Linked DNA regions of Mus musculus: region 2 is linked to region 1. A link is a contact called in public Hi-C data. All regions are on one chromosome and are shown on one strand. Each heading gives the region's core, a stretch centred on a gene start, on an enhancer-like site or on the middle of the called end of the contact. The rest is flanking DNA. Distances are from core to core; before and after follow the strand shown.

Evidence for each region. A called contact is a pair of places that touch in the nucleus more often than the background predicts.
Region 2: a contact with region 1 is called in a Hi-C map of cranial neural crest, with 2.4 times the contacts expected there. The contact joins two enhancer-like sites. A contact is called at or near these places in 3 of 39 promoter capture datasets (the 3T3-L1 cell line, embryonic stem cells and stem cell-derived epiblast-like cells), 7 of 484 Hi-C or Micro-C datasets (cranial neural crest, embryonic fibroblasts, embryonic limb bud and 2 more) and 3 of 115 datasets of contacts at active chromatin or transcription factors (craniofacial prominence, embryonic limb bud and embryonic stem cells).

What each region holds. Positions count from the first base shown.
Region 1 is chr13:55,758,764-55,765,047 of GRCm38.p6, forward strand. All of the region lies in intron 2 of Pcbd2 (pterin 4 alpha carbinolamine dehydratase/dimerization cofactor of hepatocyte nuclear factor 1 alpha (TCF1) 2), which reads left to right. Among named protein-coding and RNA genes, the nearest start is that of 4930451E10Rik, 23 kb to the right of the region's middle. Within about 2 kb of position 2,453, at least 7 of the 459 cell types and tissues checked have an H3K27ac peak or open chromatin away from gene starts, as enhancers often do.
Region 2 is chr13:55,822,537-55,828,820 of GRCm38.p6, forward strand. It overlaps Pitx1 (paired-like homeodomain transcription factor 1), which reads right to left. Exons shown (of 3, transcript NM_011097.2): 2 at 5,904-6,139; 3 at 2,518-4,075. The coding sequence ends at 3,533. It also overlaps a transcript of Catsper3 not described here. Among named protein-coding and RNA genes, the nearest start is that of Pitx1, 5.7 kb to the right of the region's middle. Within about 2 kb of position 2,880, at least 21 of the 459 cell types and tissues checked have an H3K27ac peak or open chromatin away from gene starts, as enhancers often do.

The DNA.
Region 1 (6,284 bases), core at 1,203-3,702:
AGACCCCCAGTCCTAGACCAGACTTTTTCTTCTTTACAAGAACTGAACAAGGGGGCTGGTGAGATGGCTCAGTGGGTAAGAGCACCCGACTGCTCTTTCGAAGGTCTGAAGTTCAAATCCCAGCAACCACATGGTGGCTCACAACCATCTGTAACAAGATCTGACGTCCTCTTCTGGAGTGTCTGAAGACAGCTACAGTGTACTTACATATAATAAATAAATCTTAAAAAAAAAAAAAAAAAAAAAAAAAAAAAAAGAACTGAACAAGGAGAATCAGGCAGGGGTCAGAGTGATTGATGGCCCTAGAGTGCACGAGTTAGAATCCACAGCCAGGAAGAAGCAGGTCTGTCCAGAGGATGCAGGGGCTACTTGATCGGAAAAGGGTCTGCTTGGGTATTGGATGCACAGAATGAACACAAAGTGGTGACGTCAGCCCTTGTCACTGTCAGAGCAACGCTAGCTGGTTTTGAACTGGTTCTAAACATATGTGCAGGTGCACATGCAGTGAAAACATCACAGAAGCAAGTAGCAAGTGTGTGTGGGAGCTCACTCCATGTATATGTGTTTACATGCATGTGCACACATGCAAGCATGTGGAGGCCAGAAGTCACCTTGTTTTTCTGTCAGGTCTCTCACTGACCTGGAGCTGGCCTGTTTGGGTAGACTGGCTGGCTCAAAAGCACTAGGGGTCCCCCTGTCCCTCCTTCCCCAGTGCTGGGATGCCTCACGGTGGTGGGGATTGAACACAGGTTCTTACATGTATGTGGCAAATACTTTACTGACTGAGCCATTTTCTTGGCTCAGAAAACCAACTTGTAATGGAAAGTCATAGCTTTTTTGTTGTTGTTGTGACAGAGAATTCTGCTGTGTAAATAAGGTGACTTAGAATCGTGTAGCCAAGTTTGGTTTTGAGCTCAAAATTTACCCCCTGTCCTCCCCTCAGCCTCAGCTGCTACTGGTGCTCCTCCTCTTCTTCCTCCTCTTCCTCCTCCTCCTCCCCCTCCTCTTTCTCCTCTTCCACCTCTTCTTCCTCCTCTTCTAGTTCTTCTGATTTTTGGTTAAAGACAGTTGTGAGCTGGCACGTAGATGCTAGGAACTGAACCCAACTCCTCTGCAAGAGTAACAATTGCTTTTAATCACTGAGTCATTCCCCTCCCCTCCCCTTCCCCTCCCCTCCCCCTCCCCTCCCCCTCCCCTTCCCCTTCCCCTCTCTTCTCTCTCCCTCCTTGCCTTCCCCATCTCTGGTTTTTTTTTTTTTTTTTTTTTTTTTGAGATGGGGTTTTTCTGTGTAGCCCTGCCTTTCCTGGAACTCATTCTGTAGACCAGGTTGGCCTTGAATTCGGAGATCCACCTGCCTCTTTCTCCTGAGTGCTGGGATCTGCCTCAGCCTCTTGAGTGTTACAGGTGTAGTTGGGCCTTGGTGATGCATGCCTCAGTTCCAGCACTTGACATGCAGAGGCAGGTGGATCTCTGTGAGTTTGAGGGCAGCCTGGTCTACAGAGTGAATTCAAAGACAGCCAGGGCTACACAAAGAAATCCTGTCTCAAGAAAACAGAAAACAGAATTACAGGCACGTCCTACCGTGCACTCTGTTGGTAAGTGTTAACTTGAAATGCCACCAGAACTGCAGACTGCCTTAGACTTTTACAAGTTTGTTACTTGCGATAAGGCACTCCCAAATTGTGTTTTTCCTTTGAATTTCCACAGCAGCAAGTTGTAGGTTGTGAAAAATAGAGATGCCACCACCTATATCCTCTATTCCTGCACAGATACCTGTGACAGTCAATCTGTGGTGATGGGGAAGGAAGTGAGCTCCAGGCAGGACTGGGTGGTGATGTCATGTGGACCACAGTGGAGCTGGGATGGGGAAGCAGGCAGGGCATCGACGTCCTGTCTTACTCCGTTGTGTTTCATCGATCCAGTGATTCTATGGCAGAGCTGTTTCACACTGGTCTTTTTGGGCAGAGGTTATTATGTGTATTTGCCTGGGTAAGCACATTGATAAACTTGTAATAAAGTGCATCAGACCGTTTCCTTGGCAGGGCCGACCAGAACGGCCTGTGAGGCAGAGCTGTTTCCAATGGAGCGTGGAAAGCTTTGAAAGCAACATTTGAAACCACCCTAGGACTATTGTCTGTTTTCCTCTTCCCCAACCACGTTTATAAAGATTCGGGCAGACAAGCATTTCATTCTGACTTCAGATATTCTCAGTGACTCGTTATCTGCCCGGCGGCGGCGCCTGCGCAACCCCCGCACTTTTTCTTTCACTCATGAAACTCTAAACCCTTTCCTCACCTCCTCCCAGAAACCTGGTGCCCGTGGGCTCTCCTGTGTTTGGAGGGTGAAGGGAAGCAGGCCTCCGAGAAAGCCTGGAATTTGAAGTGTGCGACTCAACTGTAGCTGTGAACCAGACAGGAACACGGCCAGGCCGTGCCCAACTGTTTGTCTGTCTTCTACCAGGATTCTTCACTGCAGAAGACAGTGGTTAGCTTGGGCATCTGGTTAATCAAATCATGCGTCCCCTGTAAGCATTACAAGAGGCATGATTGAGGCATTTGTAAAAATTTGGCTCATAGTAAGTCTCATCATAATTTAAAAAAAAAAAAAAGAATTACTTTCTTTGCTGACATTAAAACCCAAAGCCAGCTGAGAGGCTGTGGTTCCTACCACTACACCTGGTCCACATTGTGCTGGTTGAATCCGCCTTTGCTTCACTGTAAATGATTTTGAGGGTGGAATTCTTGTATTGTTTTCTGTCTTGTAAGCCCTTGACATTGCACGGTACCTGTGCGCTCGCAAACCCTGAACAAGGGAAGGGCCGGCTCGGCCTCCCACCGAAAGGCGGGTTTGCTGCATTTGTTCTTCGTGCTCTAGAAGGAGGAAACGCTATGACAATAAACAGAAATGCCTTTGCTGAAGAGAAGAGGAGAGCTGGTGTTTATCTAGTCAGGTGGTTTAGATTAGCTGTGATGCGGTTCTGTATTATGTTACTTTAAATCATTGTGTCCCAACAGGACATAAATTATGAAGATTGTTACAGTATGTTTCATCCTATGTAAGATCAACAAATTGGAATAATTTTTTTTATAGGAAAATCACAGTGCTTTCAGTCAGGACTATTGAAGCCTTTAATTTGACTCCGGTATTTCTCAGATATTATTGCCTAATATGTAAAATATGATTTGCATAAGATATGAAATAATAAGCTTTCGAAACAAGAGGGAGGAATCTCTCCCTTGCACTTGGATGGACGGCAGTCTACTCCCTCCGGCCTCTGTCCGCACTGCAGGGCACTCGTGCCTGCTCCTTCCTTGCTGGGCTAGCCTCTGCTCTGCCTGCCGCCCGCCCGTATCCTCAGCTGCCCAGAGATGTGACAGGCCCAAGGGCGTGCAAACGTTGTTTGTACACAGTCAGGAAAACACTTTCTCCAAATACATGGTTAATAGAAAGTAAGTTCCACGCTGAAGCCCTGCTAACTCAGAGTCGGATGTTAAAGTAATTCATGTATGGATATTGACGAGTAATGACTTAAAAATACATTCCCTGAGTATTTCCTCCGTTCTTCACTCTCTTCTGAGCTACACTGCATCTCTGAACTTTTGATGTGGGTCTGCTGTCAGCCGTACTTTACCAAGTTTATTTGGTCACAAAGAACACATGTTTTAGCTTAAAAATTAGTTTGTGTATGACGGGGTCCCGTGAACGTGGCACATGGTCTGCACACTGAAGTCCTGTCGTTATGAGCACTCTTCCTTCCCACGGTGACAATAAGAGACTCACAGGCATTAAGGATTCAGAGTGATTAGTAGGGGTATGAAGTTTATTCGGGACCCTGGGAGGAGACATACCCAGAATTCAAACTTTTCAGGGTACGACGGTGGCACTACCCATCTGAATGCCAAGTCTTCGATACCAAAAATAAAGCGAGTGCTAAGCTTTCTTACTCCCTGTGGCCGGGAGCCCTTTCTCTTGACTTGCTTAGTAATGCTGTTTGAAACACACACACACAAAACTCCATGTTCCTTCTTCCACTCCACAAGGGCGGGACTTCAATTCTCCTTCAGCTTCACCTTAACAGGTGGTGACAAATTCTGACTACACGGTGGCTTGCTTCAGGTCAGTGTCTGAAGGCAGGTGGAAGTGCCATCCCATGGTCAGCGCTGTGGCGTGCTCCTCCACACATGCACATGCACACGCGCGCGCACACACACATACACACATGCCTACCCCTTCTGAGACCGCCTCTTTCCTGGTTGCTGTCTGCTTGGCACTGCCGCCGGGAACTTGGTTCTGGTGGCCGTTTTCCTTCCAGCAATGAGTTGCCATCATCGGTCTCTGGTGCTCCTCTGTGAAGTTATCAGGATGCCCGATACTTGATTGATGTATTTTTCCTTACAGAAAATATTGGCAAATGTGGTAGAAACTACTTTAAAAATCCTGAGGGAATTGGATTCTTGGTTTAAAACAAAGTAAAAGAAAGAATATCTGTCGATCTGTGAGTGTTCTGCAGACATGTTTGTGCTACCAGATAATCCGTGATGTGAAGTGTGAGGCTACAGACCAGAACATGATGTATAATGTACATACATCCACATCATGTATATACTGTAATGTATACTGTATGCGCACCCACAGGAAGTATGTACTGTACTTGGTAATTGGTGTTATTTTTCTTTCAAATATTTGTGACCCTCCTTCTGCTCTGAGTGCTCTGTCTGCCTGAGATATGTTCTCCTCCCCCACTGTCTCCCTCAGCTCTTGTCTTCCGTTTAACGTGTGCTAGAGGAAGTAGAAGCCTGCCCTTTCTGTCTCCTGGAAAAGAGAGTGCGGAGACTCCTTGTGGCTTCACCTCTTATAGCCCTGGACCGTACAAGTGTTAGTGGTGTCTTGAAAGTGGCTAATTGATTGTGAGGAGAAGTGGGGTGGACCTGGGGCTCGTTTGGCGGAGTCATGGATGATGACGCCCCACGTTTAGTCCCTAGTATTGAGTAAACTGGGCGTGGTGGTGCATGCTTGTAATCCCAACACCAGGGAGACGGAGGTGGTGGGAGGATCAGAAGATGCAGGTCATAGTCAGCCACGGGAGCTCAAAGTCAGCTTGGGATCCATGAGACCTGTCTCAGAAAAGGAAAATGCAGCCGGCCATGTGACCTTGGTGTTTGGGAGGCTGAGGCAAAGGAGGGTTTCTGTCAATCAGGAACAGACTGCTACTTTTGCATCATCTTCTCTTTTTAATGTATTTGGCATGATACTGTGAATTCACATGGTTTGAAGCCTGGCAGTGAAGAGAGACACTTTTCCTGTAGAACACTGGACTTTTATAATGATGAGAATATCAAGGAGCTTAAGGTTCAGTTTTTTTCAGAAATTGCTAAAAGCAACAATGAAAACCAAAAGACCCCAAAGATCCTTGGAAATCTTTGTAATAATTCTCACTTCATAAGACCTTGAAGCTTAGAAATCAGCTTATATCAGAGGATCCTGTAAGGAAGCCCCAGTAGGGGGCTGCATGTGGCAGTGAGCGGTAGGGTATCAGTATCAGTCAATGTTGTGACATTAGACAACTCCACTGAGTGCTCTTTTCGCGCTCTTTTTGTGCTGGTTTTGGAGCTGTGCCTTGGTCTGCATTAGCTGACGAGAGTGGTCAGGAGACTGGTGGCATGCACTGCTTCGAAGAGTGCAAACTTGAGAGTTGAAGGGGACCCTAGTCAGACTGGGCAGCTGTCTGCTCAAGAGTAGCCACAGGGGATATAGGGGAGGAGTGGGTCTGTGTGTGGAGGAGGCCAGCAATAGTGGTGGTCTTTCTGAGGAAAGAGCAAGTTGAGTAGAATGTCTTTTTGGGGTACAAATCAGTTTCCTGGACTCTGAAGAGCTCTAACTGAATAGATAGAAGTGAAGGTGGATGTCGTGTGGAGGACTGAATGTCTTCAGACTGCTGCCCTGGGAGCTGGATGCTTCTGTGGCTAGAGCTGGGTGTTTCTGTGGCTAGAGCTGGGTGCTTCTGTGGCTAGAGCTGGGTGCTTCTGTGGCTAGAGCTGGGTGCTTCTGTGGCTAGAGCTGGGTGCTTCTGTGGCTAGAGCTGGGTGCTTCTGTGGCTAGAGCTGGGTGCTTCTGTGGCTAGAGCTGGGAGCTTCTGTGGCTAGAGCTGGGTGCTTCTGTGGCTAGAGCTGGGTGCTTCTGTGGCTAGAGCTGGGTGCTTCTGTGGCTAGAGCTGGGTGCTTCTGTGGCTAGAGCTGGGTGCTTCTGTGGCTAGAGCTGGGTGCTTCTGTGGCTAGAGCTGGGTG
Region 2 (6,284 bases), core at 1,630-4,129, 64 kb after region 1:
AAAGACAACAAACAGTACAAGTTCCTGTGGCCAGATAACAAGCCTCCAAATGCAGAGGTCGAAGGTCACCCCTCACCCCCTGTGGTGATGTGGCTTATCTCACCTGGGATGGAGATCTCCCAGGCAACAGGAGTTACCCTTCAGGGCCTGGACTCCCGGCATGATGCCCAGCCTGGCAGATCTTTTAACTGTGGTTCCTCTATACCTTTCAACAACTCTGGTAGCCAGGCTCGGAAGCCTGTGACCCCAAGGGACAAGGTGGTCCAACGGGCATCATCTAGCTGGAGAGTGAGCATGTCCCTGGGGTTGTACACAGTGCACAGTGATGATCGGACCTAGCTTCCCTTCATTGGCCTTCACTCCTATCCCCGATTTTTGATCTTTCAAAGCCGTGCTGCCTTTTTGGTGTTCGTTCTGTAAGGACTAGGGAAGCACAAAGCCACGCCACTGTTAACTTGAAGAAGGGTAGTTCTCTGTCACCTGTGTTGCCCTTTAGTGGGTGGCCAGGGGCAGCCCAGTGTAGGGGATAAAGAGTGGGCACTAGCTCTAAGTTGACCATGTGAGGCAATCTAAGCTCTAGGGACTCATCAGGGAAAGGAAATAAAAAGGACCCTTCCTATGGGGCTCTGTGCAGGTGAAGGGATTCAACAATCAGATGTGTAAACAGCATAGGACCTATGCAGGTTCAATCAGTGTTTGTCCTTGCTACTAAGGGTAGCAGTGAGGCCACCCCCACCCCCCAGAACAGTCTTGCCTGACCACCCTGCTGAAGGTAGGACTCACTTTTTCCTGTTAACAGCCTCGGTGTTTCTTGAGCACACTTTGTAATTACACACTGTACACGTGTTTACTTGTTTGTAAGAGTAGGGCCAGGACTTCTCTCCTGCCCACTCCCTAGCACCAAGAAAATCAGAGTCAGTGTTGACTGTCCCCTCCACATGTCCCTCTGGCCCAACAAGCAGCTTATTTATTTTTATTTTTTTGGAGACTATGACTTTCAGACAGTCTTCCCTAGCCCCCAGGAGTTTACTGCAGGAGGGAGGGGCAGCATGCTTTGTGTCAGAGCAGCCATGTGTGCTTGCCCACCCCAGTCAGCTCTGTGGCCAGGGCTCAGGATGGACAAAAGGGTCATCATAGGACAACGTCTATCCTCTACCATCTGCTGCTGTCTGGTCTTGGTTCCACAGGCACACGGATTCTCCACCCTGTGTGGTAGCTCCCTCTCACCTGGGCTTGGCTTTTGGGTTTCTCTCTGCTTGCTTCCCACTTTGTTACAGCCCCAGTCTCCTATGTCTCCCTTGCCTCCTGGCCTCAAGTGAGACCAGAACCCACAGGCCATGGCAAATGTGTGGGGCTGGGGGAGGCACTCTGTGAATCCAGATGTGATTTTGTTTATGTTTCCAGAGAGGGAGCTGGGGACAGTTGCTGCTGGGGGAGGGGTGGCCAGGCTGCAGCCCCTTACCCCAAACTTCCCTCCCCTTCCATTCTCCCCCAGCCTGTGTATCTGGCCTTGGCTATACTGCAAGTTCCATATCTTCGGGCTGACCTGACCTCCAAGGAGGGCCTCTCCATCGGTTCATCTGAGCGAGAGAAGACTGGTGGAAAGATGTCTGGCTTTGGAATCTCAAGGCCTATTTGCTTAGTGTGACCTTGGCTGGGTTAGAGACTCCCAGGGCCTGGGTTCCATCTGCAGAACAGAGCCAGGTCGGTGATGACCTGGTTTGAGATCGCTCTTCCTTCGTGACTAATCCTGTGGCTGTGCCCATCCCAGCCAGGGCTTGCCTGAGTCCAGCTCCAGGGCAGTGCCAATCTCCACCACAAGGTGATACTGAAGTGGAGCGGGAGCCCCTCCTCCCTCCCCCGCAGCAGCTGCAAACATTTTGTTTTGCCATTAGAAGTGACTTACTTAAGGGAAGCAGAATTTTACAGGCAGTTTACAGGCTGGTCTTGTTCAGTAGTTTCCAAAAGCCAGGGGTGGGGGGCAGAGGCGGCCAGCAGCCTCCATAAGTTGAGATAGAGGAGAAGTGAGAAGTGAGCCTGGGTGGACACTTTCTCTTAGAGTCGCATGCCCCTAGGTGGAAGCTAGGAAGTAATTGGGGCACTAGGAGAACAGGCAGAGGCCAGTCCGGCTAGACTGTGGAGCATCTGGTGCCCAGAGCTGGACTCTAAGGGCATGAGGGGATGGGGCCATGGGAGAACAGATAGCCCCAGCCCTAAATGGTGCTCAGAGAGTGTGCCCCTATGATCTAGGTCAGTAAGTGTTCTCACTTACCCTGGGAATCTGAGGATCAAGCCGGCAAAGCTTGTGGGAGTTGGAGTTGGGTGTCTAGAGGGGGAGAGGTGTCTCCTCACTGAGAGGCTGAGGGAAGGAGCTGGTCAGAAATAGGGGTGGGGAACCCTTGCCCCGTCTCCCCCCCACCGCCCCCCCCACCGCCCTCCAAGTCAGGGAGGCTCAGTTCTCAGTTCGACGTCGGCCTCCCTCTTCAGTTGAATGAAGCAGCTAGGGCTCAGTGGTGCTTAGCACGCTCCGACTATGGTTTTAATAGACGTACATGGACAAGTTGATATAGACAGATTTATAATTCTATACAGTCAGTCCGACATACACAGGGACGCTGTAAACGGGCGCGGGCCGGAGAGCGGGTGTGCAAAGTGGGCGGGGGCCCTGGGGCTGTGGCCCCTCGCTCTCCTGGCTCGACTCTTGCACGGGCAGGCGGACAGTGGAGAAGGGGGCTGTTCGCTGGGCCACCTCCTGGACCCAGAGTGGAGCAGAGGGCCGGGCTAGCGGCTAAGCTTGGGGCTGGGGAACTCAGAGCTGAGCCCTTCTCCTCCTGCTGCTGGCTGGCCTCGGCCAGCTGCGGCTCAGTGGCCTCAAGTGTGCGGCTCCAGAGCTCAGTGCTGCTGGGCTCTTCCTGGCATCCCGGGACCTTAGGCTAATCCAGCGCAAACGCCAGATCCTCGGCGACGCAGCCATCCTCAGCCAGGCGTAAACTCCAGCAGTGATCCGCGCCCGCGTGCACTCGGACGGGTCGGGCTAGGAGAGGGCGCCTCGGTTCTTGACCGGGTGAACGATCCCAGGGCCTCCAGGTTCCCTACATTCAGTTCACGGGTTGAGGCGCTCCGGCGGGGACGCGCGGCATCTTCTCCGAACACTGGCTTCTCCCCGCCATGTCCCATTGGTGTAGTGGACAGCTGGGATCCCGGGTTTGAACGCACCATCTGCGCCATCGCCAGGGACATTGCAACTTACCCCCACCTCCAGCATTTTTCTCCGACGTCTTTTTTTTTTTTCTTTTTTTTTCTTTCTTCCCCACCCGACCCCCTCCCTTGGCTTGCTTTCTTTTCTTTTCATTCATTGGGGGACAGAGCGGGGGTCTGGAAAAAGCAAACACAAAACCAACCTGGAGGCGGGGTGGGGAGGAAGGGGCTGCGCAGAGGTGAGGTCCGAGGAGCTGCGAGCGCCCCGCGTGCTCCCGCGCGCTCCCTTCTGTGAGCCTTGCTGGCCGGCGGCCCCGGGGACCAGGCGGGGCGGTCAGCTGTTGTACTGGCAAGCGTTGAGCCCCGACGCCGGACCCTGCAGACCGCCATAGCCAAACGACGAGTGCTGCTTGGACTTGAGCCGCAGGCTGGCAAGGCTCGAGTTGCACGTGTCCCGGTAGACGCTGTAGGGCGAGGCTGGGGTGCCGTAGGGGCAGGCGCCCGGCGACATGGCCGAGTTGAGCGAGGAGCCGGTGAGGTTGTTGATGTTGTTGAGGCCCGAGTTGGGCATGCCGGGCACGGCGCCCGGGCCCATGCTGGACGGCATGGTCATGGAAGAGATGGAGCTGGGGGCCGAGAACATGGATTGAGAGGAGAGCGGGCTCATGGAGTTGAAGAAGGTAAAGCTCTTGGTAGACAGCGGCGCCGGGGCCAGGCTCTTGGCCGCCCAGTTGTTGTAGGAGTAGCCGGCAGCGTACACGTCCTCGTAGGGCTGCACCAGGCCGCTGAACTGCGGCACATAGCCGCCCTTGCACAGGTCCAACTGCTGGTTCCGCTCCCGCTTGCGCCATTTGGCTCGCCGGTTCTTGAACCAGACCTGGAGAAGCCAGCGGGAGAAACGTCAGGGCCGCGGTGGCCAGGAAGGGTCCTCACCCCCAACTCTGCAGCCTCCTCTCCTAACACCCCGTATTTTCTTCGGCCTCTGCCGAGATTTTCTGTAATGGTTCCCTTCGCGTCTCCAGAAAATACGAGCCCTCTCCTCTTCCCCCACACCCCCCCCTGCTTTTTTTTATCCTCTTCCCCAAGTTAAATTTATTTTCTTTTTCTGACTCGGATTCTCTTTTGTTTGAACAAATATTCGTTTTCTTTTCTCCCTCCCAACCTGTCTTCTTTCTGCCATCTCTCTCCAAATGGGGTACCACCACCCTCTTAGTAGTTCAATCTTTTTCGTCTCCTTCAAACACAAAAAGTATTTTTCTTCCTCAAAACTGACCATCTCCGATTTTTCAGACGAGTTTCGTTGTTCAACTATTTTGTTTTCATCGGCATTTATTACATTTAATAATTTTTCTCCTCCCAAAATGTAAATTTTTGTCCACTTCTTGACTATCTAAACTCCAGTCTGGTTTTTTTCTTTATTTCTTGTCCCCATTTTATTCTTTTCTAAATATTTAGTTTATCCCTTCTTTACAGATATCTGACCCTCACTGTTTCCCTTAAATAGTCGATCCTTTCTTTTTCTAAATGCCTAACCTCTTTGCTTCCCTTAAATATTTAATTTCTTTCCTGCTGCCTAAATATAATCCAAATATGTTTCTCTGCAAATATTTAATTTCTGTAAGTTTATTAGTTTCCCTCTAATCTCCACCTCTGTTTTCTCCTAAAAACTTTGGTAAGGACCACTTTTCTCTCCCTGACCACGTCTTCCCCGACTTCCCCTATCTTCCCAACATTGGCCCCCGACCTCCTAGCTCATTCTCCAGGCCAGGATCCCTGTACCCCAGCCTTTCCCAGGCCCTGATTCTATCTACCCAACCCCACACCATCCCCACTCCCATAAACCTGGGCAGGATTAGTGAGCTCCGAATTACAGGGTGAAGGTCTGCTGCATCCAGGCTCCCACTGGGTCGGACCAGCCTCACTGGGGAGGGCTGAAGGTTGGGCTTATGGCAGGGGCTCCACGAGGCAGGTGGGACTTTGGTCTGGCTTGAGAAGTGCTCCCAGTGTCTGATTAAATATTTGCCCACCCAGGGAAGAAATGATTTCCTTACTTCTCCTGAAGGAGCGGGTAGCATTTGCTGGGAACTGTGGAAGGTGCCAGAATACAGTGTGGCCTTGGGTCTGGGACCTTACATCTGTAAAGTGTAGTGGAAGGGCCACTCACTATCAGCGTCCCGCTCCACATGACCCCAGACCTACAGTGGGAAAGGGCATTAGGCAAAGGTCCAGCTAGTACCTGGCTGACTGGCCAGAAAAGATGGAGAATATTCCAAAAACAGTTTGGAGAAGGGAAATTCAGAATGAGATCACAGTTCCAAGAAGTTTGAGATACCCCAACTCAAGCACCTTTCAGGCCTCTCTGAGGCAGCCAGGCACGACCTGTCTTTCCCTTTCGTTTTCCAGGGGATGAAGGCTTAAAGCTCCCGAGGTCCTTAGCGGCAGAGAATCCTCTGCCCAATCTCCGGCTCTGAGTAATTCTGACAGAGTTCAGGGCAGGGACAGGGTCTTCCGACAGGGGCTTGCAGTAGCTCCTGTGGGACAGGTAAAAGGGCTAAGAAAGCAGTAGCCCAGGGACCTGGCTGACGTGGGTGGCTGGCTGGGGCCTAAAGTGGGGTCTCCTACGAAGCAAGGTCCGCGAGGTCAGAGTTGTAAGTCTAAGCTACTGAGTGCCAGCCGGTAGCCCTCTGCACGCGCCCCACGCTCACCCGCACTCGCGGTTCAGTGAGGTTGGTCCACACCGCGATCTCCTCTCTCATGCTCATGTCGGGGTAGCGGTTCCTTTGGAACGTGGCCTCCAGCTCTTGCAACTGCTGGCTTGTGAAGTGAGTGCGTTGCCGCCGCTGTTTCTTCTTCTTAGCTGGGTCCTCTGCACCGCCGCCGCAGCCAGCACTGCCCGCGCCACCATCCTCTGGCCCCTTGGCTTCCCCACCGCGCTCCTTGTCTGCAGCAGGTAGGAATGGGCGCGAGTCACCTCGGGCTAACACTATCGCGCCCGGTCCCGGCTCCACCGAAGCGCCTGCCGTCAGCGGTGGCTTCCCTCCCTCCATCCAGGGGCCCTGGGAACTGTTTCCCCGCTGGAAAGGAAG